Regions from separate parts of the Mus musculus genome. Here region 1 is linked to region 2. Evidence: chromatin contacts called from public promoter capture Hi-C data. All regions are on one chromosome and are shown on one strand. Each heading gives the region's core, a stretch centred on a gene start, on an enhancer-like site or on the middle of the called end of the contact. The rest is flanking DNA. Distances are from core to core; before and after follow the strand shown. Region 1 holds the start of Dhx58 (DEXH (Asp-Glu-X-His) box polypeptide 58). Region 2 holds the start of Mien1 (migration and invasion enhancer 1).

Region 1 (7,003 bases), core at 3,495-5,994, 2.3 Mb after region 2:
TTGGCAGAGAAGACACCTGATTCTGCTCATTCCCTGAGATTATTATTCCCTAAGCACACTTTAAGAACACATCTCCATTTACTCTCAAGGCCAGCCTTACAGGAGACATTCTGTATAGAATCCATTGCTCACAGACCCCAGACCAGCAGTCCTCAATACCACCACTAGGACCTTTGCATCTGTCGTTTTAATTTTTTTAGGGAGGGTTTCATGTAGCCCAGGCTAGCCTTAAACTTACTTCCTCCTACTTTCACTTCCTAAATCCTAGGCTTACAGTTATGGTGTGGTAGTTGGAATACGTTTGGCCCCCATAGATTCATGTGTTTGAATGCTTGGCCCTAGGGAGTGGCACTATTAGGATGTGTGGCCTCATCAGGGGAAGTGTGTCACTGTGGAGGCGGGCTTTGGGGTCTCCTATCCTCAGGCTTCACCCAGTGCAGAAGATAGTCCTCTCTCTGGGGCCTTCAGCTCAAGAAGTAGAGGTATTGGCTCCTCTAGCACCATGCCTGCCCACACACTGACATGCTAGAGAGGGAAGGAGGGAGGGAGGGAGGGAGGGAGGGAGGGAGAAGGAAAGGAGAGGGAGAGAGACTGGGAGAAGAGTGAAACACAAGAGATTCAGGAGTAGAGACAGAGGTGAACGGCCCAGAGGGGAGCAGAGAGGTAGGGGTAGCCACACGGCAGGACACAGTGTTGGGATAAGTTGGGTTAAGCTAGATAGCTGGTGGGGGGTGGGGGTGGGGACAGGGACTGCCCTAACTAAAAGGCCTAAGCTTTAAAATATTAAAAAGTGGGATCTGGAGAGAGATGTCTCAGCGGTTAAGAGCACTGACTGCTCTTCCAGAGGTCCTGGGTTCAAATCCCAGCATCCAAGTGGTGGCTCACAACCATCTGTAATGGGATCTGATGCTCTCTTCTGGGGTGTCTGAAGACAGCTACAGTGTAACTATTCGTACATAAAATAAATAAATAATTCTTTTAAAAAATAGGTTAAGGGGCTGGTGAGATGGCTCAGTGGGTAAGAGCACCTGACTGCTCTTCCAAAGGTCCAGAGTTCAAATCCCAGCAACCACATGGTGGCTCACAACCATCCATAACAAAATCTGACTCCCTCTTTTGGTGTGTCTGAAGACAGCTACAGTGTACTTACATAAAATAATAAATAAATCTTTTTAAAAAATAGGTTAAAAATATCAAAAAAGCCTCTGTATGATTATTTATATCACTAGTGGGTCTCAGAGAGTACTGTTATACCCTTTGTTTTAATAAACTATCTTTGTTGTGGGCCAGCAAGATGGCTCAGAAAGGAAAAGCTTTTGCTCCTAAGCCTGAAAACCTGAGTCCGATCCCTGGCACCCGTGTTAGGAGAGAACAGACTTCTAAAAGCTGTCTTCTGACCTCTACCCGTGCTGCTGTGGCACATGCACACACACCAATACACCTCCTCTCCCCAATCAATCAACTAATCAATCAATGTAATAAGAAATTGAAATATCTCTGTTAATTACCCAACTTAGTTTTACTTGTTGCAAACTGTTACACTTGAGGAAACAAGTTTGCCATACTAGCAGCCTTAGGGTTGGAAAATAGAAATTAGTTAGGAAAATAGAGACCCAGGACTCTCCTTGGGTCCTGGTAGCTGCCCAGATACAAATGACCTTAAGCTCTCAAGCAGTTCCAACCCTGTTATGCCTCACCATCAAACAGCTTCAGCAGCCAGCTTTCAGCACGCACCATCTGTGTTTTTGTGGTGCGTTCTCTGTCGTAAAAATCTTGCAACATGTCAAGGGCGTCCCGGGCACGGACAGTATCGTGGATAAATAGCGCATCATTGTAGCGCCGCAAATGCAGCGCATACACCCGCTGTTCCTGGAGTCCAGCCTCTGCCGCTGCAGGAAAGAGGTGCAGGGTCAATTTGGAGGCTCTTCCATCCCCCAAAGGTCCACCCAGACAGAAACTCCGCCCCTTAAGGCTCCGCCCCTAAAGGCCCCGCCCAGACAGGCTCGCAAACTTCCCCTCTCACCATCCTTGCACAACTGTACCACTTGCTGCTCATACATCTGGGTTCCAAATTGTTGCTTCAAGTCAGGCATCTCTAGTTGTTGGTGGATTTGGTTCATAAGCTTTTTTATCAAGTCCCCAAAAGGATCCTGAGCAAGAAGGAGTGAGGGGATGGGGGATTCCCACCCTCTTGGGAGGGTTAGGGATTAAGTAGGACTCAGTGCACTTCCTTGAGAGTGAGAACTTCAAAGGCTTGGGTGTGAGGCATCCTGGCTGGAGACAGGGATCAGATCCCCCGTATGCAGCTTCTATTGTCTCACCTATGTTATACCTTTGCCTTGTGGCCTGGGCACAGTGATGTGGAGAGCCCTGGATTAGCCCTGTCATTACAGCCATCAGTGAGTGTCAGTACTAAGGATGCAAACTGGTCCAGCCTCAACACCAAGCACCCCCCCCTTGCTTCATGGCTTGACCGGACCATGAGCCAATCTGAACAGTAGACTATGGACTTGGGCTATGGGTGCCTCAAAGCACAGATAAGGTAGGTTGGAGCAACAGAAGCATAGGCAAGGGGCCTGAAGTAACAAGAGCCGGGGAAGGTGGAGTCAGGGCCCGTGCCTAGGTGTTCTAACTGGGCACCAGACCCCAAGCCTGCCCTGTGGCCCCTCACACACCTGTGCGCGCCTTTGGCAGAGGTCATACTGCTTGCAGGGCTTTGGGTTATGCATCAGCAGCTGGGAGTAGCAATTCTTTGGCGACATGATGTGGCACGTATCCAAATTCGCACAAAGCTAGAGGCAACAGAAAGGCATCATGGAAAGAGGAGTCAGGCAGAATTTGAGGGAGGCGGGGTCCTGGCTAAGGACAGAAAAGCCTGAGGCAGGGCCACTCCACTGGAAGTTAGGATTCATTTCAAAAAGTCTGAAGTGCGTCCCGGTGAGTGACTAATACTCTCGCATTGATGAGCGAGAGGAACTTAGATTCAAATGACCATGAAGAAACAATTGAAAATCAGCAAAGAGGGCTGGAGAGATGACTCAGAGGTTAAGAGCACTGGTTGCTTGCTCTTCCAGAGATCCTGAGTTTAAGTCTCAGCAACCACATGGTGGTTCATGACCATCTCATCTCATGAGATCTGGTGCCCTCTTCTGGCCTGTAGGCATACCTGCAGGCAGAACGCCGTACGCATGATAAAGAACGAAAGAAAAAGCAGTTCCCATTTTCATAGTTCCCAGGTCAAACAGCTTCCAGTTTATAGCACGAACGAACTCCGAAAATAATTAAAATTAGTTCTATGACAGAGTAGTGGGGATGGCCAGGGGAGACTGTGACAATGACAGGGCTGTTCACTGAATGGTGAAAACGAATCTGATGGAGGTTCAAAAGCAAGGGCATTTCCAGGCAAAAGGAATAGTAAGTTCAAAGGGTCCCACAAGCCTCATATGCTCAAGGTAGCGGAAGAGACGAGCATAGCCATAGTATGAAGAGTATATTTGGTAGGACTGGGAGGCAAGACAAGCAAAGATCTATGGTGGGAGGGGCTCAGCTGACCTGTAGGATGTGATCAATGGCCCCTTGGAGCTTGGTGGCCCCTCCAGTGCCTGGGGAGGCTGTGAGACCCAGGACCTGGGGGAGGGGCTCTGCCTTCTTCAGCTTCTGTTCTAGGTACCGGCTCAAGATGGTGTTGTAGACGGTGTCCTTGTGGGTGTGGTGACACTCGTCCACCACAATCAGCGAGAATTCTGGGGGCACATGAGAGACAGTGGACGGCTGCTGCTGCTGCTTCTTTCTCATAGCACTTTTGTGAAGCCCTCATTTTTCTCTGAAGTTTTCCTCTTCCCTTCCCTACTTTGGGCTGGGTCCCAGACAGGGAGCAGGTAGGAATGAAAGCGAGGCTGGGCTAGAGGAAGGAGGCTTGCTTGCCCAGGAGCACGTCCTGTGAGCAGGTCACGGCTTTCCCCCTCACCTCTGAGCTCTACGTGTTCATCCTCCTCAGAGCTGTTGAGTGCCAACTGTAACAACTCTGCCGTACAGATGAGCAGGTCGTGGCTCCGAGCCATCAGGCCAAAGCCAGCTCGGGATCCCATGTCCCCACTCAGGGTTGTTACAGTCCAGTGTTTATCCAGCATGCGCCTGAACTCCTCGGCGTGCTGGCTCACCAGGTGTACCTAGGAGTGAAGAGTAATGAAGAGAACTTGGATTGGGGTGGGGGGTGGAAAATGGCAGTTGTTGGGAGTTGGGGTGGGGGAAGGTGGGAGGAGCAAGATGTCAGGACCCAGCCATCTCCTGAACCAAGGAGAGGAGACCTGGCAGAGCGGTCGTCTAGAAGAGATGAGCTAAGAGACCCCACTTTGGGAAGGGCAGACCACTCACCCTATTGACCAGTACCACCACCTTGCCTCTGTCTACCGTCTCTAGATGCCTCTTGGCTACAAAGGCAGCTGCCCGGGTCTTCCCAGCACCCGTGGGCAGCCATATAATGATATTCTTGCCCTCCAGAGCAGGTAAGATCACTTCCCACTGGTAGGGTCGCAGCTCCATTCTGGAATGGCAGAGAGATCAGAACACGTACTGTCCCCTTCCTCCCAGCCAGCCCAGTAAGCTTCAGAGGCTGTTCTTAGCCAAGAACTCGTAGATAACTACCTGGAGCCTGCACTGGCCAGGATTAGGATGGGGTTTGGAAATGAATAGCAGCAGACTAGGCTGGTCTCTGCGGAGGTTTCTGGAGCTCTAGAAATGAAACTGAAACAAGGGGAGGAGCCAGCCAGAGCTGGAGCCCAACCCAGCCATCAAAAAAAAAAAAAAAAAAAAAAAAAAATTGAAGACTGGCAAGGGAGATGCTGACAGTCACTGCTCCTGGGTTCCCTATTTCCTCATCTGTTTTCAGTTGGCAGTAACCCTGTCCATCTGGGCTGAGCTTAAGGCCTGGAGGGGCTGACCTTGGCTGCCTGTTTCCTGGACCAGGAGTCAGGAAATAGGCAGGCATTAAGGACAAGCTCTTGCTCTCCCTTTGCAGGGGAGACAGGCTGGAAGTTATTGAAGCAGAGGAGGTGAGGGACGGCAGTCAGCCAGGTCCATCACCCCACTATATATTGCAGGGGTCAGTGGCACCAGTGTAGCCTGAAGTTAGGCTTTCAGGTTAGAAGAGTCAGGACTCGAGAAGCAAAGGTCAGCCTGCTAAGTCTAAAGCCGGACCCCCCCCCCAAAAAACAATCACACAGGGGAAAAAAAAAGCTTTATTGTTCCCTCCGAGGGATTAATGCCAAGGAATGAATGGTCCTCCTGCCCCCAATCCTGGAGGGACAGATAGACAACAGTGTAGGATAAGCCAAGGCCCCTCATGGTTCCTCCAGTCTGGGCTGTTTCCATGTGAAGGCTACTCACTGAATAGTCCTGGCCCTGGGAAACAGGCATGGGGACCAGGCTCAGGATGCTCAGCCTGCATGGCTCTATAAGGACCAACAGTTCATGCCCTGGCCACCAGACATTCTACAACGGGCTGGCCCCAGACCAGACGTCTCCCCAAGGTGGGATGCAAGGAAGGTGGAAAGAGAGCTGCTGGCTTGGGAGTGAGTGCCTGCTGGCCAGAAAGTCTGTAAGATCTGGGGTCCCTGGCTGGAGTTTCTCCAGCTGAGTCCGGGAGAGGGGGCCGGGAGCCCCCAAACGGATCTGAGGAGATGGAGGTGGATGTTGCGGATCCCAGCTGGGGGCTACTTGTCGATGAGCCCTCCCTCTTTGAGCTTGAAGTAGAAGAACTTCTCCAGGGCACTGGCGCAGCGACAGTATTCGCTGTCTGGGGGATTGTACTCCCGGCAGTTGGCGATGACCCGCTGCAGGTCAGCTACGAAGAGCTTCCGGGTCACATAGTAGCGACTGCGCAACCGTTCTGTCATGGTCTTCAGGTCTGGGTCACGAGAGAGAAGGCACATGACTTTAAGAGGTGAAGGGCTGTAACTGGGGCTGCCCACCATGGTACATGCAGACAGGAGTCAGGCTACCCTGTCAAGACTGGGGGCTTAGGCTGGGGAGTGAGTACAAGGGTCCTCACCAATGGGGAAACGGATAACCTCGTAGTAGTCAGGAGCCTCTGACTTCTTCACAGGTTCCATGAAGGGCCAGGCACTGGGGTGTGACTAGAGAGAAGAGAGGAGCTGAGGACAGGCCCAGTGTTCACCGCCCAACCGAAGACCGCCACCCACTTCAGTTACCGACAAGAAGACCTTGGCCTCCCACCTTGATCTGAGCCAGCAGGTTTTTGAGGGTCGTATATAGCTGATCAGGATCCTTAAGCTCCTTGCTGGAAATGACAGATACCGAGGCTGAGGTCTGGGTCCTTCTTGCCCTACTACACAAACACACACACACACAAACACGCACGCACACACGCCTCCATTCCTGTGGTCACTCCCCCTTGACTGAATGGACACTTACCCCTTCTCCTTTCCCAGTGGCTTCCAGCCTGTCTCTCCTGCAGAGGGGGAGAAAGCATCCCTCAGAATGCCTACCCATGCCCTGAGAATGCCCCCCTGCCCTCTCAGCCAAGGCCCCTGCTCACGAATGCCAGGGACGCTCTCCACCGGGATCTGCCTCACTCCCTCTTTGAAGCAGCTGAGTCCAGGGTAGACCTTGCGGATCTGTGCCTGTTTGCGCTCAATCAACTTCTTGATGATCTGAGGAAGCGAGGTTCTGAGGGGGCCAACTCAGGCCCAATCACCCCCAAGACCATGGTCAGTAAATGGTAACATTTACTTTTGGCTTTTTCTAAGAGGCAGGGCAGGAACCTAAAACCTGGCCTGTCTCTACCACACATAGACATACACACCTCTTTCTGTTTCTTGATGATGTGGGACAGCTCTGTGTAGGGGATTCGGGGATTCAGCTCACACTCCATCAGCGTCGCTCCTTCATAGTCCTTGATGTAGCCCAGATAGCGGCTCTTGGGCACCTTGATGTCTTTGGAGAAGCCCTACATGAGTGGAGAGTTATCACAGTCCATCAGCAA
Region 2 (6,768 bases), core at 3,787-6,286:
CTGACATCCACAGTGCAGCTGGTGACACAGCTTATGCCCTATGGCTGCCTTCTGGACCATGTCCGAGAACACCGAGGTCGCTTAGGCTCCCAGGACCTGCTCAACTGGTGTGTTCAGATTGCCAAGGTATGTGCTTTGGGGGTTGCTGGCTCTGCAGATCTTTTGGGTGCAAATCCCTGCCTTCATTCGGGGCCAGGATGAGGTGGGAGTACCCCTAAGGTGTGATGTAGACTCACGTGCCACACGGATGCCCTTTGTCCAGGGGATGAGCTACCTGGAGGAAGTTCGGCTTGTTCACAGGGACCTAGCTGCCCGAAACGTGCTAGTCAAGAGTCCCAACCACGTCAAGATTACCGACTTCGGGCTGGCACGGCTGCTGGACATTGATGAGACTGAATACCATGCAGATGGGGGCAAGGTTGGAGGAGGGAGAGGAGGAGGGAGAGGTGGGGCGGGCTGGATTGGTATCTGACCTTTCTTTGGGATAACGTGGAAAAGGGTCACCTCCCTACCACACCCAGTCAGGACTTCTTACTCTGCATCCCCAGGTGCCCATCAAGTGGATGGCATTGGAATCTATTCTCAGACGCCGGTTCACCCATCAGAGTGATGTGTGGAGCTATGGTGTGTGGAGGCTGTAGATGCGTTGCTGGGCAGGGTGGGATGCAGGCAGAAGAATGAGGGTGGGGATAGGAGGAAGGGGAGGAAGGTTGTCTATGTCTACCCAGTGCAGTCTTATGGCCACCTGGGGAGTGAGGAGACTGGGTAGACCCCACCTCTTGGCACAGCCCCTCCCTTTGCACACCCAGACTTCCTCTGTCCCCCGACTCCTGACGCCTGTCTGTCCTAGGTGTGACTGTGTGGGAGCTGATGACCTTTGGGGCCAAACCTTACGATGGGATCCCAGCTCGGGAGATCCCTGATTTGCTGGAGAAGGGAGAACGCCTACCTCAGCCTCCAATCTGCACCATCGACGTCTACATGATCATGGTCAAATGTGCGTGGCAGGGCTGAGCCTCAGGCAGGCAGAGAGGAAGGGTGGTAGACCTGTGTGCGGGCGCTTACAGGCTGGGGGATAAATGGGAGGTGTCCTGGAGGGAGCCTCAAAGGTGCCTTACCTATTCACAGTGGAAGTCCTGCCAGAGGACATCTGTGGAGAGGAGAGAGGCCAGTCTAAAAGGGGACCCTAGAAACGCTCCAGGGTTCTGCCTCAAGATCCCAGAGTCCAGTTGTGCTCTGCCACGGGAGGGCTTTCAGCTTAGCCAGGGTTGTCTAGGCCAGGCTGGTCCTGGGACAAGGATGCTGAACTTTTTTCCGCCTTAGGTTGGATGATTGACTCCGAATGTCGCCCGAGATTCCGGGAGTTGGTATCAGAATTCTCCCGTATGGCAAGGGACCCCCAGCGCTTTGTGGTCATCCAGGTACTGGGCTTTCCCACACCATACCTGCTCTGACAGCATCCTCCCTCCTGCAGGGATAGCCCCTGCCTCTAGCCAAAGCTCGGTGAACCCTTCCAGGGAACTAAACACCAGGCTGGGAGGGCTGTCACCTCGTGTCTCCCCTTCCTTCCTAGAACGAGGACTTAGGCCCCTCCAGCCCCATGGACAGCACCTTCTACCGTTCACTGCTGGAGGATGATGACATGGGGGAGCTGGTCGATGCTGAAGAGTACCTGGTACCCCAGCAGGGATTCTTCTCCCCAGACCCTGCCCTAGGTACTGGGAGCACAGCCCACCGCAGACACCGCAGCTCGTCGGCCAGGGTCAGTGCCCACCTCGGAATAGGGATGGTCCTGCCCTTTGAGCTCCCCCACCCTCACCTTTCCTGAAGATTCCATTACCATGGCTGCTTTCCAACCCTTGGGGCCCCACTCTCTCCATCACTGCCACCATCGTGACCTGTGTTTCTCTCCTGGGACCCCGTTGTTCCCCTCGCAGACTTTTGAGTAGCTCCCATCATGACCTTCTCTTACCCCAGAGTGGCGGTGGTGAGCTGACACTGGGCCTGGAGCCCTCGGAAGAAGAGCCCCCCAGATCTCCACTGGCTCCCTCCGAAGGGGCTGGCTCCGATGTGTTTGATGGTGACCTGGCAGTGGGGGTAACCAAAGGACTGCAGAGCCTCTCTCCACATGACCTCAGCCCTCTACAGCGGTACAGTGAGGATCCCACATTACCTCTGCCCCCCGAGACTGATGGCTACGTTGCTCCCCTGGCCTGCAGCCCCCAGCCCGGTATGAAATCCAGGCCCGAGAGATTGGGAGGAGAGGGGAGTTGAGAACCCTCAGGCTACACCCACTGAGGGGCAATGATGGGGCAGGAATATCTTGGACCCTTTCCCTAACAACATCTCTTCTCTCCTCAGAGTATGTGAACCAGCCAGAGGTTCGGCCTCAGTCTCCCTTGACCCCAGAGGGTCCTCCGCCTCCCATCCGACCTGCTGGTGCTACTCTAGAAAGACCCAAGACTCTCTCTCCTGGGAAAAATGGGGTTGTCAAAGACGTTTTTGCCTTTGGGGGTGCTGTGGAGAACCCTGAATACTTAGCACCCAGAGCAGGCACTGCCTCTCAGCCCCACCCTTCTCCTGCCTTCAGCCCAGCCTTTGACAACCTCTATTACTGGGACCAGAACTCATCGGAGCAGGGTCCTCCACCAAGTACCTTTGAAGGGACCCCCACTGCAGAGAACCCTGAGTACCTAGGCCTGGATGTGCCAGTATGAGGTCACATGTGCAGACATCCTCTGTCTTCAGAGTGGGGAAGGAAGGCCTAACTTGTGGTCTCCATCGCCCGCCACAAAGCAGGGAGAAGGTCCTCTGGCCACATGACATCCAGGGCAGCCGGCTATGCCAGGAACGTGCCCTGAGGAACCTCGCTCGATGCTTCAATCCTGAGTGGTTAAGAGGGCCCCGCCTGGCCGGAAGAGACAGCACACTGTTCAGCCCCAGAGGATTACAGACCCTGACTGCCCTGACAGACTGTAGGGTCCAGTGGGTATTCCTTACCTGGCCTGGCTCTCTTGGTTCTGAAGACTGAGGGAAGCTCAGCCTGCAAGGGAGGAGGCCCCAGGTGAATATCCTGGGAGCAGGACACCCCACTAGGACTGAGGCACGTGCATCCCAAGAGGGGGACAGCACTTGCACCCAGACTGGTCTTTGTACAGAGTTTATTTTGTTCTGTTTTTACTTTTGTTTTTTGTTTTTTTTTTAAAGATGAAATAAGGATACAGTGGGAGAGTGGGTGTTATATGAAAGTCGGGGGGTGCTGTCCCCTTTCTCCATTTGCAATGAGATTTGTAAAATAACTGGACCCCAGCCTATGTCTGAGAGTGGTCCCGGGCCGGGTCAAACCGTATTGCTCATCTGACACACAGCTCCTCCTGGAGTGAGTGTGTAGAGATCTTCCAAAAGTTTGAGACAATTTGGCTTTGGGCTTGAGGGACTGGGGAGTTAGGATTCCTTCTGAAGGCCCTTTGGCAACAGGGTCATTCTCCGTTGGACACACTCATACCAAGGCTACCCCCAGAATACTCCGTTGGACACACTCATTCCAAGGCTACCCCCAGAATGAAGTCCTGTCCTCCCAGTGGGAGAGGGGAGCTTGTGGAGAGCATTGCCATGTGACTTGTTTTCCTTGCCTTAGAAAGAAGTATCCATCCAGGAAAACCCCACCCACTAGGTGTTAGTCCCACCCACTAGGTGTTAGCAGGGCCAGACTGACCTGTGTGCCCCCCGCACAGGCTGGACATAAACACACGCCAGTTGACACAAGCATTTGTAATTACTCTTTATTGCCAAGAGCCGACACTGCCCAGGATTCAGGGAAAATAAGTTATAGCAACCGTGGCATCTGAAAGGTATTGCCACGCTGGGGAGAGGACCAAACTGCAGAGGGCACAGATCCCGGGAGAGCGATGGTGATGTTCACAGAGAACATCTCTTTTCTGCCTTTGGCCACAGAAATGTCTAGTCCCTCCTTGTGCCCTAAGAGGCAAAGTGAAGTCAGGGTCTTAGTTACCTAGGGCCAAGTGAGGGGCTAAAGGTAGAGGGATTCCTAGCGTAACCACAAGGAAAGGTTTAAACCCCAGAACCAAGCTTCCAAGAATCATTTCTTAGTCACAGGATGACACAGGGAGGCCGGCTGTTGGTGATCTTTTCTACAGGTTCTCCATTGCTGGCTCTTCGGATGGCTTCCATGAGCTAGCGGACAGAGACATGGGCGAGTGTCATGCACAGGAGAGGAGGGTGTGTCTCGTCTCAGCCACCCTCCCGAGGTACATTAAATACTCACGTCTTTCTCATAAGGAAACCCTCCATTCTCCAGCTTGGAGAACACCAGCTGTCCATTGATCTCAATCTCGAAGGCCCCTGGTAGGAAATAAATGCAAGAACGAACTAAGAACAACAGGCAGAAGTTCAGGGAGGTCCTTGGCACCACCTCGAGTCCAAGCAAGACTGTTCATGGCCTCGGCAGACACCGATCCTGAAGCCATTCAGCCCCAAACCCCAAAGTCCTCACCCGTGCGTCTTTCCAATACGCCATTAAGAGTTCCTTCACTCCAAACCCACAGTAGGCATTTTTGCTATGTGTCAGACCCTACTAGGGGCTTTATATACAACAGCCAATGTCAGCTCTAGAATGTAGGGAGAGCTGGAGTTTTATCACATGGACTGACTCAGCAGGTGCTCTGCGGACCTCACCTGTCCCCCCGAGTCGCGACTCAATCTCAATGCCCGGATACTCCTCCTTCACAGCGCTCGCCAGCTCCAGGTAGGTCGCCTCAAAGCCGCAGGGTTTACTGGGGAGAAGAGACGTGGAGTGAGCTGGGGTTCCGGGGGTGGGGCCTCCCGTGGATCCACCCCCATCTTGCGGGCGAGCACAAGAGGCTCCTTTTCAACCCGAGTGGCTTACCAGTACTCCACCACGATGTGGACTCCACTGCCTGCTTCCACCTCCCCGGGAGGGGGCACTACGGACACCGGCGCTGGCTCCCCACTCATTGCTGCCCGCTCCGCTGCAGGGCTGCTTCCGGGTGTGACGCCACGCCAAAGTCACGTGGGGGGCGTGTCCGTGGGCGTGTCCGGACCTCGCTTTGCGTCGGGGCGCCCTCTGCCGTCAGCAGGTACTGCTACATCTTGATCCAGCTGCAGAGCGAATATCCTGGACCAGCACTGATCCTGGGTTCTGAGAGCTCATTGGCATCCAATGCTCACAGTCATGGATTTGCTTACTAACGAACTGCCTGTGATCACAAAGCTATTTTCCATTTACAAAAGACAGAGAAAATGGGGCAGGCGGCCGAGGTAGCTGATGGTCTGTGATTGGTGTTGCTATTTACCTCTCGAACGATGATAGCGTTTGAAACCACACCATACTGCTTTTCTTTCGAGTTCTTTTTTTTTTAACTTTTAAGAATATTTTAATTACGTATATATGTGTATAAGTGTGAATTTATGCATGCGAGGGCATCTTTAAAACTTACTACATTTATTTATTAATTTGTGGACGAGTGTGTATTGGAGGTGGGGGCCATGCCATAGCATGCTTTTGAAGGTCAGAGTACAGCAACTTTCGGCCTCCTCCATCTTATCATGTGGGTCCCAGGGATTGAACTCAGAGTATCAGATTCTGTCTCAAAGGTCTGTCTCTTACAGGTCAAGCGTCTTCATCAGCCCAGAACTCTAGTTCTTTTGACTCTGAAGTGCTGACCCCCACTTTATGCACACTCCTCATCCCTGCCTCTTGCTAGAGGGCTAGTGTCATTGAACTCAGTTTGTAATTCTGGAACTGCAGCCTGGGTCCTCCCTGTCTCTTCCTTCCCTGAAGCACCACTACAGTATCGTAACAAGTCACCCATTCTGGTGTCCCTTGAAACTGTTCATTGTTGGGTCGGTCTGTGTTTGCTGAGTTCTGACGTCATCCCATCTAGTTATAGGATATTTCAATGGATCTAAGAAGGCCTTTCCTGTTTGCTTGCAGCTTCCAACTCCAGCCCCAAGCAATCGCTGCTCTGCTCTCTAAACTTTTCTGGACATTTCACATAAATGGACTCTTGCAGCATGTGACGTTTGCTCTGTTGTATCAGAGCAAGCCTCCATCCAGTGCTGTGTCCCAGGCGTTCCTTTCTATTGATGAATACTATTTCATTCTGTTGTATAGAAAAAGCACAGATTATTTGTCTATTAACATTAATCTGGGTTTCTTTGGGTTGTTTGTTTTGAGTAAATGTCTTGTAGATGCCTTTGTATGGATGTGTTGCCATTTCTCTTAAGTTCCTTAGAGTAAAATTAAAACTACTGGGCTGCGAGAAATTTATATTTAACTCTTTATGGATTGCCTACCTGCTTTTGTTTTTGTTTTTTGTTTTTGTTTTTTTTTTTCTAAGCAGCTGTAGCATTTTACACCACCAAAAGGGCACAAGGAGTTGTTTCTTCATAGCCACCACAAATACTGGTTGCCTGTCTCTTTGATGATATTACTTTTTTTTTTTTAGATTAAATTTATTTATTTATTTTATGTATATATGAGTAGACTGCAGCTGTACTGATAGTTGTGAGCCATCATGTGGTTGCTGGGAATTTGAATTCAGGATCTCTTCTCACTCCGGTAGACCCTGCTCACTCTGGTCGGCCCGCTTGCTCCAGTCTAAAGATTTATTTATTATTATATCTAAGTACACTGTAGCTGTCTTCAGACACCCCAGAAGAGGGTGTCAGATCTCATTATGGGTGGTTGAGTGCCACCATGTGGTTGCTAGGATTTGAACTCAGGAC

What was found. Promoter capture Hi-C pulls out the DNA fragments that hold promoters and counts their contacts.
Region 1: a contact with region 2 is called in a promoter capture Hi-C map of the 3T3-L1 cell line, with 3 times the contacts expected there. The contact joins the promoter of Dhx58 here to the promoter of Mien1 in region 2. A contact is called at or near these places in 2 of 39 promoter capture datasets (the 3T3-L1 cell line and maxillary cranial neural crest).

What each region holds. Positions count from the first base shown.
Region 1 is chr11:100,699,527-100,706,529 of GRCm38.p6, forward strand. Dhx58 (DEXH (Asp-Glu-X-His) box polypeptide 58) reads right to left here and starts at 4,745. Exons shown (of 13, transcript NM_030150.2): 1 at 4,645-4,745; 2 at 4,375-4,543; 3 at 3,968-4,169; 4 at 3,553-3,743; 5 at 2,676-2,792; 6 at 2,024-2,150; 7 at 1,698-1,889. The coding sequence starts at 4,542. It overlaps Kat2a (K(lysine) acetyltransferase 2A), which reads right to left. Exons shown (of 18, transcript NM_001038010.2): 13 at 6,824-6,967; 14 at 6,557-6,671; 15 at 6,433-6,469; 16 at 6,235-6,298; 17 at 6,050-6,134; 18 at 5,220-5,905. The coding sequence ends at 5,712.
Region 2 is chr11:98,433,952-98,440,719 of GRCm38.p6, forward strand. It overlaps Mien1 (migration and invasion enhancer 1), which reads right to left and starts at 5,037. Exons shown (of 4, transcript NM_025559.2): 1 at 4,907-5,037; 2 at 4,696-4,793; 3 at 4,286-4,362; 4 at 3,757-4,194. The coding sequence starts at 4,995. The coding sequence ends at 4,111. Erbb2 (erb-b2 receptor tyrosine kinase 2) reads left to right here. Exons shown (of 27, transcript NM_001003817.1): 20 at 1-126; 21 at 263-418; 22 at 549-624; 23 at 851-997; 24 at 1,324-1,421; 25 at 1,574-1,762; 26 at 1,978-2,230; 27 at 2,362-3,765. The coding sequence ends at 2,717.